Regions from separate parts of the Zea mays genome. Here regions 1 and 2 are each linked to region 3. Evidence: chromatin contacts called from public Hi-C data. All regions are on one chromosome and are shown on one strand. The core of a region is the stretch at or near the end of the contact, and the rest is flanking DNA. Distances in the headings are between cores, read along the strand shown.

Region 1 (3,536 bases), core at 693-3,192, 180 kb before region 3:
AAATGACAGAAGCTTAATGGAATGCCAAACTTTATTGTGTGATGATACTAACCTACTCCAAGGGGTCTCATGTATGCATGCTGCGTGTAAACTTGAGCTTTGTCAGCAATCCTGAAACATAAATCAGGTAAGTAATGTATATAGCTTGGTACTGCTTAGTTATATGCACAAAGCACCATTAACAAATTGGGAGCCTGAACAAGAAAAGGCTGAATACCATTTTGCTAACACATCAACTGGCATCTCGTAGCCCCATTTGAAACGAAACTCAGCTGCTTCGTTCCTTGCTTGGGAAACCAATGACCTAGCATCAGCTGTGAATACAATAACAACATAACTGTTACTGATAATGATCAAGGTGTATTATTGTGTAACTAAGGGTCTATTTGGCACAGCTTCACCAACAGTTTCATGAGATGTTGTGAGCTGTTTTTTTGCCAAGCAGGTCTTTTGGAAACAGCTTCACCCATGAAGCTCCTTAAACTGTGCCCTCACATGGGAATAAGGTGGGATTAGCTGAAAATATTAACGTTTCACAGCTTCCCCTCACACTTGTCGGCTCTCTGGGATTCTGTGAGATCATGTTCTAAAAATACATGCAAAGCTGTTTTGCCAAACGGGTCTCCGAAACAGCTTTAGCTTCACCGAGAAAGCTGTGCTCGTGAAGCCCTCCCTACCCCCCCCCCCACCCAAAAAAAAAGCACTAGTGAAGCTTTGCTGTGCCAAACGGGACCTAAATAGTGCAATATGTGAAAACAGCAAGGTGGTAACCAGCGCCCAATGTGAATTAATCGGCACCCTAAATGGAAATACACAGTAACAGGTCAATTGAGATTTAGAAGGACACTATTTTTTGTCATATTCCTATAGGAAGAATAAACAACTGTGGCACAACATCCGTTCTTTCCTCAATTAGCCCATGACTGAATATTACGAAACCACATCAAACTCTTGTCCAAAATCTCAAACTATCAGTTTGAAACTGAAAAGCCTTGAACTCCTTTGTTAAAGGTTCACCTGTATGATGATTCATAATGAATGAAGCTCCAAATAGTTGAGATTTTGACAATCAGTTACCAGAGATTCAACTTAATTCAATCAATCGAACAAACATCAACGATAGGCAAAACTCCACTATAAATCACAACTATGTTTTCCTAGTCCTATATTTAGTTCCATCAATACCACTAGTAAAATTTCACTGATCTATCGCAAAATTGATACCGAGAACCCACAATCAAACTGGAGGAGGAGGGGGCAACTTTCCATAGCCTACGGCATCTAAAACAAGCTCTCCATACCATAATATCACTACTGACTGAACAATGATGTGCACCAAAGCAAAATAACACTACCTGTAAGGCCAGTGGCAAGCAATCCGACGTACTTGGTGATCGGGAACAGGTGTGTCACGCTCGTCTGATCCAGCAACTTATCCTGCACGCACAACACGTTAAGGTCAGGCCACACAAAACAGCCATCCAACAAGTAACACATAGAAAGCTACAATCTTTTTCAGTGCAGCATCCCCGCATCGGGGTCAGTCGCGCCGCCCCGATCGATGGAGGCGAGCGTCTCCAAGCAACTCACCGGGACTTTCTTCTGCGTAACAACGCAGACGGAGTCCGCGCCGCGGACGCCGATCGACGTGACACCCGCCGACTTCACCGCCTTGAACGCGTACTCTGCGCACACGGAACGGCACAGGTCAGATGGAGTACAAATCCCCCCTCCAGATCTAAGGAGCGGCGAGGAGGAAAGAAAGGGCTAGGGTTTTGGGGGGTACTCACCGACTTGGTACAGGCGTCCCTCCGGGGAGAAGATGGTGATGTGGCGGTCATAGCCCGCGCCTGTGCCACGGCTCATCTCGCCGGCCGCCGGAAGATCACCTCGGAGCTGGGCGCGGTGTGTGTTCGTGTGCTGTGCGTGTTTGGGGAACCTCGGCTCGGGCACACGACTGACTATACACGCCGCCGCGACTCCTCTTCTTATTCCGCAAGAAGAGTCGTTCAGGTCCGACCCAGTGTTGACACCGTGGCTCCTATCCCAGGAGCCCAGTTGGGTAGGAATTGGGCCGCAACGGATGGAGCACCAGCGAGCCCAGTGATTTTTAAAAAGGTCAATTTACCCACCTCAACTCCTCAACTATTGAAACCCTTAAAAATGAAAAGTAACTTTTATACCTGTTAAAACCAATTCTTTTTGTACGTCGAGTAATTTGTGAAAAAGTGAAACAAATTTTTTACCTCCCTAAAATTTTAAAACCAGTGTTTTTATACGTCGAATATTTTTTTATGATGGTTTTATTGCTATACGCCATATTAAAGGAGTAACTCGGACTAAGTTCAAAATTCAGTTTTTCAAAATTATCCAAAAAAACATAAAAATATTTTCCCAAAAAATATCAAAATATTTTTACATAAAAATAATGTAATTATAAATCCTAAATTTGGATTGAACATAGAAAATCCATATAATTTTTTATCCGAGAAAATTATGAGGCTAGTTTTAAAATCGTACTTTATATTATGGTGCCTAGATTAAAATTATTATAATCTTACAGACTCATTTTGGTGTTTATTTGCTAGTAGAAGCTTTCATTGTCTATTATAATTAGTCAACGTTGATCATTTTAAATGTGTTTGGTTTCGAAACGACGTGTGTCGGGTCGGAGCCGACCTATTTTTCTGGGTTGGGTTGGACTCGTTCCTTGTTTGATTTTAGTAACATGTTGAACCTAGTTTATTGTTTGATTACAGGGTTAAAGTGGGTAAAGTGGGTTAGAGCTGCACAATCTCTTGTTTGTTTCGTAATGAAGGATGAACTGAATATAGTCACCTTCATGGTCATATTACCACACCCAGTATGATATTTTCAATTCAATAAGATGACATCATTCAAAATAAATGAAACTGACACTATTTTAATATTTGAGGAATCCATAAGCATAAAATATAAATAAATTAAATCTATTATTGACTAGTCGTAAATTTTTAGTGACCAGGTCTCACTGTTACATTTTAGTCTTAATTAAAGGAACATCCCAACAACATCGAGATGCATTTCAGTGAATTTGTAACATTTGTGATAGTCGCCTAGAGGGGGGTGAATAGGGCGAAACTGAAATTTACAAATATAAACACAACTACAAGTCGGGTTAGCGTTAGAAATAAAAACGAGTCCGCGAGAGAGGGTGCAAAACAAATCGCAAGCAAATAAAGAGTGTGACACGCGGATTTGTTTTACCGAGGTTCGGTTCTCGCAAACCTACTCCCCGTTGAGGAGACCACAAAGGCCGGGTCTCTTTCAACCCTTCCCTCTCTCAAACGGTCCCTCGGACCGAGTGAGCTTCTCTTCTCAAATCACTTGGGAATCAAACTTCCCGCAAGGACCACCACACAATTGGTGTCTCTTGCCTCAATTACAAGTGAGTGTTTGATCACAAGAAAGAATGCGAAAGAAAAGAAGCGATCCAAGCGCAAGAGCTCAAATGAACACCACAAATCACTCTCTCTAGTCACTAAGGCTTTGTGTGG
Region 2 (4,033 bases), core at 56-2,555, 150 kb after region 3:
TTCAGTTGGCACTGGGAAAAGACGGAGCCTTTGTCGAGTGCCTCCTAATACACTCGGCAAAGGAACTGATAAAGGGGCTACGGAGAGTTTCTTTGCCGAGTGCCGGTACAGTAGACACTCGGCAAAGTCAGTGTCATTGTCACCTGGCACCGTGACAGTGACTTTTCTTTGCTGAGAGTCAGGTGACACTCGGCCAAAACTGTCTTTACCGAGTGTCCGACAAAAAATACTCGATAAAGAAGCCGCTGTCGATGTATAATTCATCAAGTTTTTTTAGCGAGTGTCACATTTGACAAAGATTTCGCCAAGTGTTTTGCTTTTTGCTATGTGCTTCGGGCATACGGTAAAACAGTGTGTCTGGTATTGTGGTGTAGGGTAGGCCGGCATGCATATGCCACAGCTTTAGCTGTCGCTGCAGGTCCATATGCATGAATGAAAAATCAAGCAAGCGAGCACAGTCAACCTCCTCATGGCGGCGGCGGTGATGCGCTGTGGCCGGAGGCTAGTCGACCCGGACCGCGTCGTGTGGCTCACGTGCCATACACCGCACGTCGTCGTTGCTTGTGCTGCTCTTAGACCGCTGCTACCTGCGGCGGAAACCCAGTCTTCTTTGCGTCTTCTCTCCGCTTGCATCGCCTCTCCGTCGACGCAAACAGGTCGTCGTGCACGCATCGTAGGCGTGTATCCTGCCATTGTTCAAAAGCAAACGAAACATGAAGCCATGGGTCGTGGTTTTCGGTTGATCTGATCGCTGATCCGGGACCGAACCAACTCGAGAACGCTCGCGCGTGGTGTGAAGCAGTTGAAGACATCTCCATTAGAAATAACGCTGCTATATATATGAATTGGAACAGCTTGCACGCTACCACTACGTCGAAACGCGAGGTCTCCCGATCCTGTGCCTCGTGCGTGGCCTCCACTCAATCCCAAAGCTGGAGCGCTAGCTGGATCAGTCGGCAACCGAGCATGGGAATCTTAGCCGTTTTCCCCTCCGATCGAGCCGAAACGATCGCCAAACAGCTGCTGCTAGCGCAAAAAAACAAAACAAAAACTACAGTATGGGACCCGGCAGCACGTTGCAAACATGCGAGCATGAAGTGCCGGCCATTCCGGTGGGTTGGTCAACCTGGCTGCATGCCGATTGCCGAACACGAACACGCGCGGGGGCGACCGGACACACCGCGGACGGACGCGTGTGCGTTGCGTACACGCCCGCACGAGCGCGCGGGCATAGGCGCAGGCGGGGGATGTCGAACCCGAACCCGCCGAGCTGACCCCCTATCGGCCGCGACGCGGACTAGGCACCGGTTTCCGCTTCGTGCCGTGAGCCGTCGCTGCCTGTGCGGTTGTTGTGCCTGGTGGCTGTGACCGTGGCCGTGGCCGACTAGCCGACGACCCAGGACCGGGACTGGGAGGCACAGCTCGTCGTGTTCTGCTGCCTAAGCCGGTAGGCCCCGCCCTGGGCTGCGTCAGTGCGACTGCGAACGCCACTATTGGCCTTGGTTCGGCTCGGCCGCGGCCCGCGGGGCCGGCGTGCCAGGGGGCGGTTAGCGGCGGTTGGGCGCACTGCAGCCGCGGGCTCGTTTTTTATGGCACCGCCGCCCGCCTAGGGGACGGGGGAGAGAGACCAACCGCCGCTTGGGCTCTTCCGCCTCCAGTCCTCCACCACGGCACCACGTCGTCTTACCTCGCTTCGGCGCCGCCTCCTTCTCCATCTCCACCCAAAAGGTAGTGCGCCTCCCTCCCTCCCACCCGCTCTCCCTTTCCATGCTTCCCCACCACCACCTGGGTCGCCGAAACGCTGCAGCCGCGAAGAGATAGGGAGAAGAAGAAAAAAAACTCGCTTGCTGTTCCCGTGTCTGCTCCGTTGAGGCCTGCGTTGTTAATTCGTGCGGCGCTTCTCGTCCGGCGGCGGAGAGAGCGTGCTCTTGCTCTGTTGGTGTGCCGCTTACTTGCTCCAGGAATTGGCCTTCGCTGCATATGTAAGTTTGTTCAAACAACAACCGCTGATGGTTTTCTCCGCTACCTCCGCGCTCTCGGTTTCAGTTTCTTCTCACCGTAGCGTTTCATTAACCTCGGTAGTCTGCAAGAGACGCTGTAAGTTTAGCTTGGTTTTCTTTTTTTTGCGCCGCGCCCTTTCGCAGGACCTCAATTTCAGATTGGAATATAAAAAGGCCACCAATACTAATTTTTTATGTGGCTTTATTTCTCCTGTTATTAATCTTATGGGATAACACTAATCGGATGTTACTACGATAAACTGATACCAAAGAGTTCTGATTTTAGTATTGTACATGAGTATCAAATTAGAAGAGTTGTTTCCCTCACGTTCTCCAATTGTTCTTCTGTCCTACAAGTTTAAGGATTACTACTCGCTTCTCGCCCCTTTCCAACAATGCCTGTTTCTTGGCTCGTTAGGTTTCTCATTTCCTGAATTCTAAGCCAAGAAACCCCTAAAGGACAGGCTACCGCAGCGGGATTTTGGAAGGTTCACAATCCCTTCGTCTTCGTATGCAGACGTGAAGGAATTGGGAAAGTTGGTGTTGTCTGTGTGTCCGTGTTCATGGCCACGGAGCTAGAGCCTAGAGCTTTGCAAGAAGGTTCAGGCGGGTACACCACTAATCTTTGCTGGAAAGCTAAGAAATATGGATGCAGTCCTTTTTCCTTTTCCTAGAACCTCCACTTATCCAGTAAAATACATTCCTCCTGTAAACATGATTGTTTTTTTTTGGTTCTTTCTTCACTGGGTTATGTTATCAACTAATTTTTGCTTGCTGTGTGAAAGGACATTGTTTGATGCTGAACAGCATTATTATTGGGTGTCTTGCTCTTTTCATCTGTTTGGTTGGTGTTCCAATCATCTTGACATCTGGCCAGGTTTGGATTTTTAGGTGTTACAGGTCCACAGTTATACTAGTAATTACATGCCTATATTGCTCCTTTATGTGTTTCTGAAGCTTTAACCAATCCATCTTTGTCCTTTCCTCCTTTGAAACCATCGGCCGTATTTTTAAGTAAGCCATTACTTTCATGGAGCTTAACCATCAATTATCTAACAATTATTTCTTTATATTAGGCCACCATCAGGAACACGCATGAATCCTCATGCGCGACGCAGCATTATCAGTAATGTGGTGGATAATGCATCTAAAATTAACTTCTATTACTTTTTCTTTCTTTCACAGAAAAAGAATAAGCTGGCTCCAAGATAATGGCATCTCTTACTCCAGGAATACTATTAAAGGTTCTAAAACATATTAACTCTGATGTCAAAGTATGTGGAGAATACCGGTCCATTCTTCTCCAAGTTATTAGCATAGTCCCTGCAATAACTGGTTCAGAACTTTGGCCGGACCATGGGTTCTTTATCAAAGTTTCAGATTCTTCACACTCAACTTATGTTTCCTTGTCTAAGGAGGACAATGAACTCATCTTATCAAACAAACTACAACTTGGACAGTTTATATATGTTGAGAAGGTCCAGTCAAGTATACCTGTTCCGGTTCTTGTTGGGGTCCGCCCAGTTCCAGGAAGGAACCCTTGCATTGGAAACCCAAAGGATTTGATGCAAATGTCAACTCCCTCTGGAGTTATGGAAGCACTGGATCATCAACGGACAACTTCCAAGTCAGCTGATCTGTCTGAAAGTGAAAAGGAAAATTTGCAGAGAAAGGTAGTTATCAAAGAGCAGAAGACAGTTGTCGCTTCCCGTTACATGCTTGGGGTGTCAAGCAACAACGGGAAAATTACCAACCTCAACTCCAGCATTGATAGTGAAAAAAGTAATGGAGGAAGTACCATATCTGAATCAAATAAAAAATCTGTTGCCCTGAAAGTCAGACAAGAGGCAAAACCTCAGGTATGCTGAAGCTCATAGCTTTATATCAGAACTCTGGACTTTGAAGTTTCTAACAAACATTGATATTCAAGTTGAAAAATCACTGTATAATATGATTTTTAAGGAGTAGGAAGAATATGATATGTGAGTTCTTATAAATTTTATATACACAAAGCTTTGATACAAAAACTTCTC
Region 3 (3,452 bases), core at 62-2,561:
TCTCTTCCCGGTCTGTCACTCTCTTCACTTCTCTAAGCATAATGGTTTTAGGAGGAGTATGTATGTGGTAAATTATCAATAAGATAAAAAATTGTTATTGATCTATTGTCAAATTCATGACTTGATCTTGCGAATGGTGCCCCATACAAGTTTATTTACTTGGCTTTAATCCGTACCGGCTTCAACTACTTCTATAATATTTTTGTCTCTATAGATTCCAGTTGCAGCACTCCAAACATTCAAACTTTAATCCGAAGCGAATAGCCCAAAGCTAGCAATGATACGAGTGATTTCAAAATGTATTAAATTATGTAGTATAAATTTTACGTTCTCTTACAACATACAAACATATTTTACTATTTTAAATCAAAGCTTCAACATGTTATTAACAACTTTGTTGATGAACCCCAAATCCCAACTAGTTTGGCTCCTAAGTACTCCCTCCGTCCTAAAATAGTTCTCGTTTTAGCTATTGGTTTTTATGTCTATAATCAAATGGACGATTGTGAATCTAGACACATATATAAAACACATAGATCAAGAAATGTACGAATCCACTAATCATTATCTTTACTATATTAAAGCACCAGTTTCTCTGGTTTCACGGTGTCCACTGTCATCATGCTCTCCCATGTTTAAAAATTGTAAAAATTCTAAAATTATACACAAAAGAGGATTTGAACCATGGTTATTTAAACCTTATATTCACACCCACCTAACCAACATGACATACAAGTCTTTGTGTTTTATATTTTATAGTTCGCTCCCACCGAACAGTCCGTATGAACAAGGTGGATACTTTGAGTGTGTTTGGTTTGGCTTTTGACTTTAGCTTTTGCCTCCTAAAAGCTAAAAGCCAACCAAAGGGCTGGATCCAGGAAGCAATTTTTTTGCTAAAAGCCGACTTTCTCACAGTGCAAAACTGAAAGCACCCCTGGACCTGTTTTAAGTGGCTTTCGGATGAAACTGTGAAAACATATATCGAAGAATTTTTAACGACTATTAGTGGTTTACACTAAACGTTTTTTAGCTTTTTAATAGCTCACAGCCTACAACAGCTTCTTCCACATTTCACAATCTATAACATTTTTTTTCACAACCACAACGCAACCGAACAGACTTCGTAGACTCGTAGTTCCCTAAAACTGACTACTAGAATCAATTCGATCGAAACAGGGCCTTATCGTGGGCTTCACAGTCCTGACGGCAAATATCAAGATGAGCCCATCAAATACAGTAGAGATTATGGGCTCTAATTTATACCTGACCACAGCGTCTTCCTCTGTGGTCAAGCACGGCCCTTTTACATTTCTCTTTCCTCCTCCTCCCGCCCGGCGGCCCCGCGCCGCCGCTTTGTTCTCCTCTTCTCGCCGCCGTTCAGCGGCGCGACTAGCCTCGTGCTCTTTGCCCCTCTAGGTTGTTCGTGTTACAATAGCTTTGTTACTGCTCCTGTTTCGGCCCTCCTGTTTTAGAAGTTCCTGGCCGCCTCACACGCCATGCACGCAGCATGTTCGCGCAATTGCTTGAGCGACCTGCTTCACTGCCAGAGGCATTGGCGATGCCGATGCCCGTACCAGCTCTCTCCGGCACGAGGCATGACGCGTGGCCGCAGTGTGAAGGACCGGAGCAAGAAGAAGCGCGTCCACGCGCTCGAGGTAGCCACCGAGCGCTGGAAGGTTCTCTCCAAAGTGCTCGCCGTCGTCGACGCGCTCAAGAAGGAGGATGAGCACGTCACCCCGCTCAAGCGCCTCGAGATCCTGCGGCCGCAGCTCGGCCTCGTCAAGCCGCACAAGGTGGCCCACTTCGTGCGTCGCTCGCCGCACCTGTTCGAGGTCTGCCGCGACAGCCGCGGCGTCATGTGGGCAGGCCTCTCGCCGCAGGCAGAGGCGCTCGTCGAGGAGGAAGCGCGCCTGCTAGAGGATCACTCCCCTGTGGCCGTGCAGTACGTCACCAGGATGCTCATGATGTCCGTGGACCGGCGGCTGCCGGTCGACAAGATCGCCCACTTCCGGCGCGACATGGGACTTCCTCATGACTTTCGAACACGGTGGGTGCACATGTTTCCGGAGCATTTCAGGCTGGTCAGATTGGAGGATGGTGAGTATTTGGAGCTCATCTCTTGGGACCCAACCTGGGCAGTCACTGAGCTTGAGAAGAAGGCGTCTGTGTCGACTGGCGATGCCATTGCCAGTTCGCCAGGAGAGCTGTCGCTTCCGTTTCCAATGAAATTCCCACCAAATTTCACTACTTACTACAGATTTCGAGGAAAAGCTCATCATTATGTGAAAATGGGCAATACCGATCAGTTTCAGAAGGTCACCTACCTGTCCCCTTATGCAGAGGCAAAGGGATTGACTCCTGGATCGCCAGAGTTTGATAAGAGGGCTGTTGCAGTGATGCATGAGATACTGAGCTTCATGCTGGAAAAGAGGCTGGTGACTGATCACCTTACACATTTCCGTCGTGAGTTTGTAATGCCACAGAAGCTTATGAGGTTACTATTGAAGCATTATGGCATCTTTTATGTTTCTGAGAGGGGAAAGAGGTTGAGTGTGTTCTTAACTGAGGCATATGATGGGAACGAACTGATAGAGAAGTGTCCGTTGGTGCGGTGGAGGGAAAAACTCCTTCAACTTACTGGTTACAGAGGGAGATTGAAGAATCTTGGTAAAGTCGACGTGTGTTCTGATTCAGATGAGTACTTATTAGGCCATGATGATGATGATGATGTATTGGATGTTGAAAGTGAAAATCCAGATGACATCTTAGATGACTGTTCTATTTCAGATGATTCTGAGATGGATTTAGGGGATGCAGATGCAGATGAATTTTGCAGAGACTGAGTTGGTGGCATGTGTGTAGCAGAAAAGAACAAAAAAAAAAGTTGTGTTAAGTTTGTTATGAAAACAAAGTTCAGCAATAACTGTTTGTGACTTTAAGCTCAGGATATAATTGTGTACTATACTCTAGCTGCTGTCATCTATGGAGTTCCAAGTAACACTTGAGGCGGACTGTATTCTTCTCTCGTCAGTTGTATTTGGACTTTCAAATATTAGTCAAAGCTCAAACAGATCACAATGATTTGAAATGGCACGCTTGAATATTGCTTATACCAGATCAGTGTCCTGTGATGTGTTCTTTAGAAAAAATGATGGGACAAAACATGCAACTGCTATACTCAAGTTATGATTTATCGAAGATATCTTCATTTAAACAGTCATAGGTTTCCTTTAAGAACTCATAAGGCAGGAGCCAGGAGGTGATGAATTAGAAGTTCAGATGTGTACATGTCTACCTCAGTGTGCCAATGGTAATCTTTGTATACAAGCAATTTTGCAGTATGGATGAAGAAATCGTTTGCAACAATTTGTCAATTGGAGTTCTTCTGCACTCTCCTTTTGTTTTAACTTTGCTGTGCAAAATAAGATACACTGACCTTGATAATTACCCGA

The links. A called contact is a pair of places that touch in the nucleus more often than the background predicts.
Region 1: a Hi-C map of bundle sheath shows a contact between it and region 3, with 2.4 times the contacts expected there. The contact joins the promoter of LOC542021 here to the promoter of LOC100275356 in region 3. A contact is called at or near these places in 7 of 25 Hi-C or Micro-C datasets (bundle sheath, ear, endosperm and 3 more).
Region 2: a contact with region 3 is called in a Hi-C map of ear, with 4 times the contacts expected there. The contact joins the promoter of LOC103631794 here to the promoter of LOC100275356 in region 3.

What each region holds. Positions count from the first base shown.
Region 1 is chr1:16,873,282-16,876,817 of Zm-B73-REFERENCE-NAM-5.0, forward strand. It overlaps LOC542021 (maize 20S proteasome alpha subunit), which reads right to left and starts at 1,943. Exons shown (of 8, transcript NM_001111668.2): 1 at 1,791-1,943; 2 at 1,591-1,685; 3 at 1,356-1,437; 4 at 218-314; 5 at 53-111. The coding sequence starts at 1,866.
Region 2 is chr1:17,208,153-17,212,185 of Zm-B73-REFERENCE-NAM-5.0, forward strand. It overlaps LOC103631794, which reads left to right and starts at 1,306. Exons shown (of 6, transcript XM_008653336.4): 1 at 1,306-1,982; 2 at 2,419-2,610; 3 at 3,186-3,859. The coding sequence starts at 3,212.
Region 3 is chr1:17,056,856-17,060,307 of Zm-B73-REFERENCE-NAM-5.0, forward strand. LOC100275356 reads left to right here and starts at 1,312. Exons shown (of 1, transcript NM_001149451.1): 1 at 1,312-3,079. The coding sequence starts at 1,497. The coding sequence ends at 2,843.